Linked DNA regions of Mus musculus: region 2 is linked to region 1. The links are chromatin contacts, called in public HiChIP or PLAC-seq maps. All regions are on one chromosome and are shown on one strand. Each heading gives the region's core, a stretch centred on a gene start, on an enhancer-like site or on the middle of the called end of the contact. The rest is flanking DNA. Distances are from core to core; before and after follow the strand shown. Region 1 has its middle 120 kb from the start of Mir680-3. Region 2 holds the start of Bzw2 (basic leucine zipper and W2 domains 2).

The links. HiChIP or PLAC-seq counts read pairs in DNA pulled down with a chosen protein or histone mark.
Region 2: a contact with region 1 is called in an H3K4me3 HiChIP or PLAC-seq map of bone marrow-derived macrophages, with 4 times the contacts expected there. The contact joins the promoter of Bzw2 here to the enhancer-like site in region 1. A contact is called at or near these places in 5 of 39 promoter capture datasets (3T3-L1-derived adipocytes, hippocampal neurons, liver and 1 more), 1 of 484 Hi-C or Micro-C datasets (bone marrow-derived macrophages) and 4 of 115 datasets of contacts at active chromatin or transcription factors (the NIH/3T3 cell line, astrocytes, bone marrow-derived macrophages and 1 more).

Annotation. Positions count from the first base shown.
Region 1 is chr12:35,314,634-35,319,890 of GRCm38.p6, forward strand. No RefSeq gene overlaps it. Among named protein-coding and RNA genes, the nearest start is that of Mir680-3, 120 kb to the left of the region's middle. Within about 2 kb of position 2,643, at least 28 of the 459 cell types and tissues checked have an H3K27ac peak or open chromatin away from gene starts, as enhancers often do. A contact at or near this core is called in bone marrow-derived macrophages, where this site is marked.
Region 2 is chr12:36,154,290-36,159,546 of GRCm38.p6, forward strand. Bzw2 (basic leucine zipper and W2 domains 2) reads right to left here and starts at 2,536. Exons shown (of 12, transcript NM_025840.3): 1 at 2,379-2,536. Ankmy2 (ankyrin repeat and MYND domain containing 2) reads left to right here and starts at 2,835. Exons shown (of 10, transcript NM_146033.3): 1 at 2,835-3,134. The coding sequence starts at 3,068.

The sequences.
Region 1 (5,257 bases), core at 1,393-3,892:
CTTGATGCCTGGTGTGATCCTTGTGTGATGGTAAATGGCTGTGCACATGGGAGATGGAAACAGGACGACTGAAGAGTTCAAGGTCAGCCTGGGCTACAGAAGACCTTGTTTTAAAATAAAAAACAAACACCATAACAAGAATAAAAATTGAAATTAGTAGCTGGGGTTGTTTCCAGCAACCCAAGTAACACAATTTTAAAAATGGGGTACAGAATTAAACAGAGAATTCTCAAGAGAGAAACCTTGAATGGCCAACAAGCACTTAAAGACATGTTCAAAGTCCTTAGTCATCAGGGAAATACAAATCAAAACAGCTCTGAGATTCCATCTTATACCCATCAGAGAGGCTAAGAGATAGCACATGCTGGAGAGGACATAGGGAAAGGGGAACACTCCTCCATTGCTGGTGGGAGTACAAACGTGTTCAGCCGCTTTGGAAATCAATGTGATGTTTTCTCAGAAACTGGGAGTAGTTCTACCTCTAGACCCAGCTATACCACTCCTTAGTATATACTCAAAAGATGCTCCAACATCTTACAAAGATACTTGCTCAATGATGTTCATAGCCGCGTTATTTAGTAATAGCCAGAAATTGGAAGCAGCCTAGATGCCCCTCAAGTGAAGAGTGGATAAAGAAAATGTCGTGCATCTACACAATGGAATACTATGCGCTATTAAAAACCGAGGCATCATGAATTTTTCAGGCAAACAGATGGAACTTGAGAACATCATCCTGAGTGAATCTCGGGCATTTGAATATGTGGCCCCAGTTGGTAATCTTTCAATAGAGCACATCCTAAGAGGCATGGCCTTGTTGAAGGAGGTGGGTCACTGAGGCTGCAGTTAAGGGTTTCAAAGTCCTATGACACTCCCAGTTTGCTCTCTAAATAATGTTCAAAATTTGAGCTGTGAGCTCTCACACCTAAGCTCCAGATCCCAGCTGACATCTTATCTTCTACCAAGGCGAATATTTTACCTAAGCTGTTGTTTATGTGATTATCCCTGGAAAGACTTTCATGATTCCTGTGCATTTCCACATAGTTTCTTTTCTGTTTTATCTTGTGTATTTGTGTGTGTGTGTGTGTGAGAGAGAGAGAAATAGCTACTGCTAACATGCTGAAGAATAGTTGATCTATTTTATCTTATGTCCATTGATTTGCTGAACTTATGAAATCTCGTATGTTTTCCGTTAATAATCTTAAGGGTTTTTGGGGGGGGGCGGGGAAGAATATTATTACTTACCTCATTTTCAATTTTGAAAATATCAGGGTCTACTTTGTATTTTACTAAGTTAATGGAAACTCTAGGAAGTATTCTAAACCTTGGTGGGGTTTGTGGACACCAGAGACAGTTACTGAAAGAGTTTACTACATGAAAGAATGTTGTTGATTTTGCCTTTTTTTTTTTTTTAAGCTTTTATTTTATACCCTAGCTAGTCCCTCTCCTCAGGGCTCAGGGAACCCTGCAGGAGAGGAGAGAGAAATAGTGTAAGAGCAGGACAGCAATGAGTCCTTCTAGACACAGCAGGCCTGACATACATGATCTCACAGGGGTAGTGACACTGGGCTTGAGGGTCTCAGCCAGGTGTGTCCTAGCACTGAGAGGGGGAGTGAGCACAATCAGAAACTCCATCCAATGATAAGTCCCTACAAAGGAAAAGTTAGTTTTCTCCAAGGGAGTCTGACTGGGTACACAAGCCACACTTAGAAGCAGGCCCCATGCTCAGCAGTACTTGGCCAAGATAAAAGCAATTCAATGGTATTTTTGGAAGATTTTCCATCTTGCAATGCTTTGTCTGGGCTTTCTTTTTCTTTTTTAAATCTTTATTTTGTGTTTATGGGTTTTCTCTCTTTAGGAATATGTGTGTCCCTGTGTCTATCTGTGTTTCTTATGTTTTTTCCTTTGGCTTTTTTTTTTTGTATGTTTCTTTTGTCCTATTTCAGTTTGTTTGGTTTTTAATCTTATTTTATTTTATCATCATTTTATCATTGTTTTTTAGATGCCTGTTTGTATTCTAATGAAAGAAAGAGAGGTGTGGATGTAGGTGGCAGGGGATATGGGGAGAACCTGAGAGGAGTTTGGAAGGGGAGCTATAATCAGAATAATATTAGATGAAAAAAATCTATTTTCAATAAAATAATTTTTGAAACAGGAGTAGGGTTTACTCTATCGAAAGAATTGTTAGCAGCTGGCAATTTATTCAATTGCCTTGTGTGTTTGCTGTGGGCTTCCATAGAATATGTCCCATAAAAACATTAACTAAAAGCTCCGATTTTCCAAGGAGATGTTTTCAGAGTGCAGGGTCAAGGGGACCAGGGTATACAACGCTACTAAAGCTTTTATGCAGAAGTTGCGACACTATAAATCCTAAAGTGGGAATTGGCCTGTTCGTTTATTTTGTTTCTCAATTACATTGCAAATGGAGAAAGCAAACTTTAAAAAAAAATCACTCTGACTTTTTCTTATCTTCCATTTGTTTGTTGCCTCCGGCTCGAGATGGATATTTAGTTTGGAAATTTTACCACTTCACAAAAGGACCTGCTCATGTTATTCTTTCACATAACTCACTCCTTCACATACTGGTTTCAGGAAATTATCTGCGGCCAACTTGCTGTGTTGTTATTTTTCTTAGCATATGACTCATGTCCCTTTGTCTTCCTTCCTTCATTTAGTTTTAAATTCTCTTAAAGGGAACCACTACCAGGGGATTGAGTCTCACATAGCAATGGCAGCAAAGTGTATAAACAGTAGTTTATGTCTTAGAGTTACTATTTCTGTAATAAAACATCATGATCTAAAGCAACTAGGGGAAAGGAAAAGCTTATTTCCCTTACAGTTCCATATAACAGTTCATCACCAAAAGTAGTGAGGGCAGAAACTCAAACAGGGCAGAAACCTGGAGGCAGGAGCTGATGCAGAGGCCACAGAGGGCCTCTGCTCACTGGCTTTCTCCTCTGGGTTGTTCAGCCTGCTTTCTTATAGTACCCTGGACCACCACTCCAGGGGTGGCCCCACCCACCATGAGCTGGACCTTCCCACATCAATAACTAAGAAAATGCCTTGTGGCTGGAACTTATAGGGGCATCTTCTCAATTGATTCCTTCCTTTCAAATAACTCAAGCTTGTGTTACATTGACATAAAACTAGGCAACATCACATTAAAATGGTCATTGAACTAGTACTCTTGTATTTGATGAAGATCATGAAGGTATTTTGTGATTTATCAGGGACTTAGAGGTTATTATCTTTTCAACTTAAAAATTTGAGGCTGAAGTTGCTCATGCCACCTCGATAGGGGAAGCAGTTATCGCACACCTCCATACACACACACACCTACACACACACACACACACACACACACACACACACACACACACACCTCCATTTGGAGACTATCGTTTGCATATTTTGGTTTAGATTGTCTGCAAATCCAGTATAAGTGATTTAAGCACATGAATATATTTTAAAGGTCTGTTCACTAGATAGCAGATATTAAGACATGACTTTGCAAAGGACAACATAGCTGTCTTTTCAATAGGTGTTTATATTATTTATAGTTAGATTAGACATGTACAAGAAGTTCCAGGTGCAATCTACATGGCAAATGGCTTCAGACATGGTAGCTCTGGATGATAAAACAGGAGATTGTGAACAGTTATTATTTAAAAATGGGATGGGGAATCACATTTTGATGGAAAGAAATTCCACAATTACCTTTTTCAATAATCACTTCATTAAAAGTTGTAATTCTAAAACAATAGCCTCAGGGATACAGGCCATTCAAAGGAAAATGGGGTTCAAAGGGACCCCTTTATTACTAATTTATGGGGTGCAGAACAAGTTTGCTACATTTAATTTGAGGATTTTTTGGTGGTTTTTTTTGGGTAAAATAGAAGTAATGTCTAACTCATAGCATTGATTCAGCTATGCATTTATAAACCTCTCAGTGTGTGTGTGTCTAGGGGAAGAGGAACATAGGCATAGGGGGCCTTGTGTGTGTGTATGTCTGTGTGTGCCTGTGTGTGCATTTGTGTGTGTGTGTGCATGTACATGCATGAATGAGTGTGTGTGCATGTGTGAGTGAATGTGTGTGTGAGTATGTGTGTATACCTGTGTGTGTTTGCGTGTGAGTGTGTGTTTGTGTGTATGTGAGTGGGTATGTGTGCCTCTGTGTGTGTGTGCCTGTGTATGTGTGCATGTGTGTATGCCTGTGTGTGCATTTGCATGTGTGTATGTGTTTGTGTGTGTGCACGATGTGTGTGTGCCTATGTGTGTGTGCGTATGTCCTTGTGTGAGTGTGCGTGTTCTTTAGTGTCTCCTTCCTTAGAAGTCTCAGAGCAGCATGTGACTTTACTTCATCTTTTTCACCTGGGATATGAACTGCAATCTACATTTTAATATGCACTCCACTCCAGGACACTCTTCTGTATGTTATTACAAGAAACACATCTCAGTCCATGAGTCACATCATGTTTCGTTTAGGCCATGTTTTCCATGCTTTCAGACAAAATGGTTTCACTCATGAAACTGCCTCCCTTGACCACATATACTTTTTTCTTTTTATTCATTCACTTTACATCCAGCTCACTGTTTCTCCTCCAGTTCACCCCATCCCACAATCCTTCCTCTCTCCCTTCTCTTCTGAGTGGGTGGGGGTCCTCTGGATATCCTCCCTATCCTGGCATATCAAGTCTCTTCAATGCTAGGTGCATCCTCTCCCACTGAGACCAGACAAGACAGCCCAGCAGAGGAACATATCCTATAGACAGGCAACAGGTTTTGGCATAGGCCCTGCTCCAGTTGTTCGGGACTCACATGATGACCTAGCTGCACATCTGCTACAGACCACATATGCTCTTAAAAGATCACACTTGCGGGTGGTTGCATAGCAAAACACCCCTTCTTCTCAGAACTTACAGCATAGTGTATGAACTCCAAGGGTACAAGCCAGGCACATTTTTATTGGTGTTTTATCTTAAGACTCTTAGAATAAGTGTCATTGCACACTAGAGATTATTGAGAACAACCATCACCAACTCTAATGTCAGAGTGTGCGATGGACACAGCTTGCCCGTGACTATTTCTAAGAGTGTTTCCAAACAGAACGAATGTTGGCCTTGCCTCTTCCTCTTTACTTATGCTCACTTTGTGAAACAGGATGTGAAAACTGAGCTTTGAGCAAGACACTAGGACACAAATCCTGATCTCCACTGCAGAATTCACCAGTCGGGCTCTAGAACTCTGGCTCTCTACCTGT
Region 2 (5,257 bases), core at 1,286-3,785, 840 kb after region 1:
TTTCTTTTGCCCTCTTGGCTGCTGTACCTGGTTCTCCTCTCTGCCCTCTCCTTACATGGCTCTGGGTCACATCCACTCTGGATTCTCCCAGATATCTAATAAACTTTCTCCTCCAGCATTCATAGGAACAGTCATGGTTTTCCTTTTTATTTCTTTTTCTCCCCATTCAGTTTGGCTGTGTTTTTATTTGTTTTATTTTTAATCTCTAAGTCAGGGTTTTACTGTGTAACATAGCCCTGTCTAGCAGCTCTGTAGAAAGATTTGCTTGCCTTTGCTTCCAGAATACTGAGATTAGAGGTGTGTACCACCATACCCCGAGAAAGGTTTTTACAGACGGATCAGAAAGAATCTAATTCCAGATTCCATACTTTCCAAATGTGGGGCTGTGGGCAAATTAACCTCCTTTAGTTTCTGTTCATACGTTCATAAATGAAGATAATACTGGCTGATTCCTGGCATATAGCGACAATGGTTAAAATAATCCTATGCACAGCATCTGGCAGACTATCTGGGACAGATTAGATAGTCAAAATGAATAGTTATTTCATTATCAATAGAGTTCTTTAATGAGAACACATTTCAATAAGCTCATTAGCTAATCTAATTTTGACATTAAATATTTATGCTACGATTGAAACCCTTCTGAACACTCTCCATTAGGTATCTGGTTCCAAAATTCAAACTGAACATAGGATTTATCTGCACTTCTGGGTGGGTGTTTTCCTTTGTCCGTAAATATCATCAACTCTAAATGAAAGCCATGCATTCAGAAGACGAAATACCCACCAGGTGCTTAAAACACAACCTAATGTTTCCATCGGTCGAGGAACTGACAACCCCAGGGAGACAAACAGGTGTGACCTTCAAGTAACCATGGCCCAGATTTGGCACCAGAGATGGAAACCCTGGCAGTTAAGTACCCAATTCTGTCTCTGCATCTGATGAAATGATGTGTAGTCACATGGCGAGGTTACTCTCAGGCATTTTCTTAGGTCTGTGGCTACTACCTCTGGCACATTAATTGCTGTGGCGGTAGCATTATGTGTTACACAACACTGGTCACTCTCACAAGCCCTACTGCTTGTTTGAACAGCTACATCATTTTTAAAGCATCATCAAACAAAAGTTTCTTTGTTATATATTGAGATGAATAATTACCAACCATTTTCATGGGAGAATCTATCTGCTCCTCCCTCCCCAAGCTGAAGCTCATGTCTGTCGGTGGCTGTTGGGGGATGGGCAGCGGGAGTTTAGAAAAGATTTTGGTTAAAGATAAGAGATAGGGAACGTCATCTGTGGGTCTCTGAAGTGCTAGTACGCGCTTTGAGCAAAACGAGGTAGAGGGGCCACAGGAAAAGGCATTTCACATCATTCTTGGCACCGTGGAATGAAAGAGCGATCCTGGGGCTACTTAATAAAAACCACCTACATGATTATTCAAGTATTTCTCCCTAGCACAATTGTGTTTTAACGGAAACATCAATACCAGTCTGTTGAGAAACAACAGCAAAACTAAACAGTCATTTCCGAAGAAGCAGTGATTGACGCTGTAGAACGCTACAGATAAGCATCTTGGAGGAATGATTGAATATTTTCTTAAGCGTACCTTGCATCGGAGGCACAGAAAGGTACACACGATATTCACCTCTTATCTACCTACGGTGGACGCTCCAGGAGCCACACCACAGTTGAATGAAGGCTGGATTAAGAAACTAATCTAAGGCTATATATAGACAGCAACACCAATTTAATCCCCGCCCTCTCCAGCCTACCCTCCCTAGTTCCATAAATCCCCAAACCTGAGTTATAAAGACAGGCAGCTCTCTCAGAGCAAAAAAGACCCCCACACCCCAACAAAGTATCAGAGCAGTTGTAAGTCGCTTCTAAATATCCTTAGCGAACACCACAGGTCCAGGTTCCATGGCTTCCACAGAGGGCAAGAAATGACAGACAAGTACTGGGGAGGGCTAGGTTTGCAAAAAGAAATTTACCTTCTCCGAGCCTCTCCCAGTGTCGCTGGTCATGGGGTGTTCCCCTCACCTCCCGGCAGTGGGCCTCCCCGGGGATCGCCACGCACGAGACCATGTGCACCCGCCACTTTCACCGCGTGGCCAGCTTACGGCCGGCCCGCGGTCCCCGGAGCTCTTGGGGCGGACAAACGTAGCGAGGTCTAGGTCTCGCTCGAGAGGCACTAATACACAGTACGTGCATGGATGATGGCGCGGCGCGGGGGCTCCTCTATGAAGAGGAAGGCAACCGCCCCAGGTGGCACATGCTTCCTCCACGCCAGCTCCAGCCCGCTGGGACCCCTTGGCTCGGAGGCGGTCACTGCTCGCTCAACTCTCAGGCTCCCGCCGCCCCACCTGATCACCTCTTACCTGTCCAAGGAGGGAGCGACGACGCGCGAGACTGGTGGCTGCGGCGGATCCTGCAGCAGCAGTGGCGGCGGCAGTGGCTGAGGCAGACAATGGAGGAGTGAAGGACAGACACATTGACACAGACACACAGAACCCGGTGTAGCTCCGCCTCCTGCCCCGGCCCCGCCCTATCCCCGCCCCTTGCCCGAACCGCGCCACTCTTAGGGGCAGTGCAGCCCGTCTAGCTGCATCCCAATGCCTCCGCACGTGCCCACAGAAGTCACTACCAGGCAGAGAACTTCTATCCTTAGAATCCAAGGAACCCTGTGTCCCTGTACTTCTTAATAGGTTATCATGGGAATAGGAAACCTAGAAGATGTATTGAATCCCCTTCCAAATGTCTCCTTTTGGTTTGGACCTCGTAGGTTGCTCCAATTGGAGTCGCTTGCTGCCTCTTGCAGCTCCTCCTCCCGACCTGGCCATTGAGGCGCGGGGGCGGGACTTGTGGAGAGCGCCAGCCCGGCTCGCTCAAGCTCGCCGCACCCGCCAGCCCCCAGCCGTGAGACCCTAGCGACTCTGCCACTTCACTGGGCTGCTGCTCCGGCCTCGAGTTGCCTTGCTGTGGCGGTCTTCCACGACGCATACACGTCTCTTGTTTTTTTAAAAAACCTTTCCAAAGAAATAGAATAAGCGTCAAGCTGGCGGGAACGATGGGTCACATAAAGAAAGGCGAGCTGACCCAGGAGGAAAAGGAACTGCTGGAAGTGATCGGGAAAGGTACGGGTGCAGGGTTGGTATCCGGGTGCTGCACACCTGGTCTCAGGGCATTGAGGAGCCTGGAGCGCGCCCTAGGCCCGGAGGACCTTGGGCAACTTGCAATCCGGAAAAAGCCTTTCTGTCTCTGTCTGGGGACCGATTGCAGGGGCGGGGAGATGGGAGGCAGAAAAATTGAGGCCATCAGATCTAGGTTGCCGAGCTTAGACCTCTAAATCAGCTTTTTGGAAATCGACCGACTGTCACTACACATCTTAGACAGTCACGCGTGGCCCTGGGCGCCTGTCTTTGCGTATGCATGCTTGCCAGCTCATTGGATGTTTTGACCGTAATCAGTCAAGACCGCAGTGGCCTGGTAGTTCTAGGCTCCAAGTCGGGTGTATAAAGGGCCCTTTCGACTTCCGGAGGCTTAAGGATCTGGATCCCTTGCAGATCCCCGCCCCTGCTGCGGGTGGAGGGAGCTTTCAGCAACAGGGGTTCTTTATAAGGGCACAGAACTCGCTCTGCATGTTCCGCCCTGAGCTTTCTGCATCAAGGCCTTCTGTGGCTGGCTTCCTGTAGCCCAGGTCGGCGCAGGCACCCACAGACACGACTGACCTTGGTCCGATGTTAGACCTCAAGTGATCTTGTTGAGCTCCTTGGTGCTTCCCAGTCCACTTTGTGGATTCGAGCCACGCCTCCTCTGTGCAGCTTGCAGGAAGGAAGCCAACTAGAAGCCATGTTTCCCCACCAGTCCCTGAGTGCATGTCCCAAATGAGTTCCTGGCCGCATCCCCGTTACCTGGCAGGTAACATCAGCGTGACCACGTGCACTGTCACTTTGCTGAGAAGAGGATGCGGTGCCTGTGGGCATGATTAATGTGGATGCTTTAAGTGAAAAAATTAAACATGTGCCCTCGAATGACAGAGAAGCCAGACATTGTAATACAGAGCTCCTGGGTTTACAGTTTTCTACTTAGCCAAACTCATCTAGAATCACAGATAGGAAGACAAATGTATTCTTCCTAACAAGGACTGTCCACGTGTCTAAAGAGTATGAGAAGAGAAAACAATGGTTTGAACTCAGCAGGCGACTAGGAACTGATCTCACTTCTAAATCAGTCATGATTCTCACGGTAATCAATATTTGCTGGAAATCTCAGAGCTCTGGGTTGGATTTTTATTCTATGAACTGCATGGCTGTCAATGAGTTCTGGCTTTCATGCCGTCTCTAGGTTAGTTTCTTGCTCCCTTTAGTGGGTCTGGGATTTAGGTTAGTGAACTGGAGCCCCGGCTGTGTGCCTGTTGTACCAATCAAAATTAAGAGAGGACAGCTTTCAACCCATAATCCACCAGGGATAGGAATTCTGGTTTTAAACAAGCCAATGCTATCACATGTTCACTTGAAAGTGAAAACCCATTGGCAGCTGGAGAAAATATGTGTGTGAAAGGAGAAGTATGAATTCTTGGATGGATTTATTCTAAGGTTGTATCAAGCATAATTAGTGTGCTTATTACTTGTATTTCTTGGGCCACCTCATCCTCTAGGTTTGTGAGAGTACAGGTGCTGGCTTTCATTGGTTTAATCCCCTAAGCCTATGAACAAAGATACAAGGTGGATTTACTTAGTGATACATTCTTGTCATGTTCAGGATTTTGGATCGTTATTGCTCTCAGAAAATACTGGCAGATAGGAGAAGATCAGCCAACATTGACATTTTGAAGACATGGCATGTCCTCATCCATTTAATCTAGAAGAGCTAACGTTGGGTGTTTGTTTATTTTGTTTTCTCTGAATTGTAGTATGACGTATCATGGAATGGTCATTAACTGTGTGTCTGAATTAGGTGTGTGTGTGCGCGTGCGTGCGTGTGTGTGTGTGTGTGTGTGTGTGTGTGTGTGTGTGTGTGAATTTGACACAAGTTAGAGCCATCTAGGAAGAGGAGCATCCACGGAGAAAATATCTCCAATAAGTTATTTGAAGGCGAGTCTGTGCCAGCATCTTCTGGATTAATGATTGGTAAGAGAGAACCTTGCCCACCTGTGCCACAGGTGGACAGTTGGTCCTGTTCTGTTCTTTTGTTTTTTGGTTTTCTTCGAGACAGGGTTTTCTCTGTGTAGCTCTGGCTGTCTTGAAACTCACCGTGT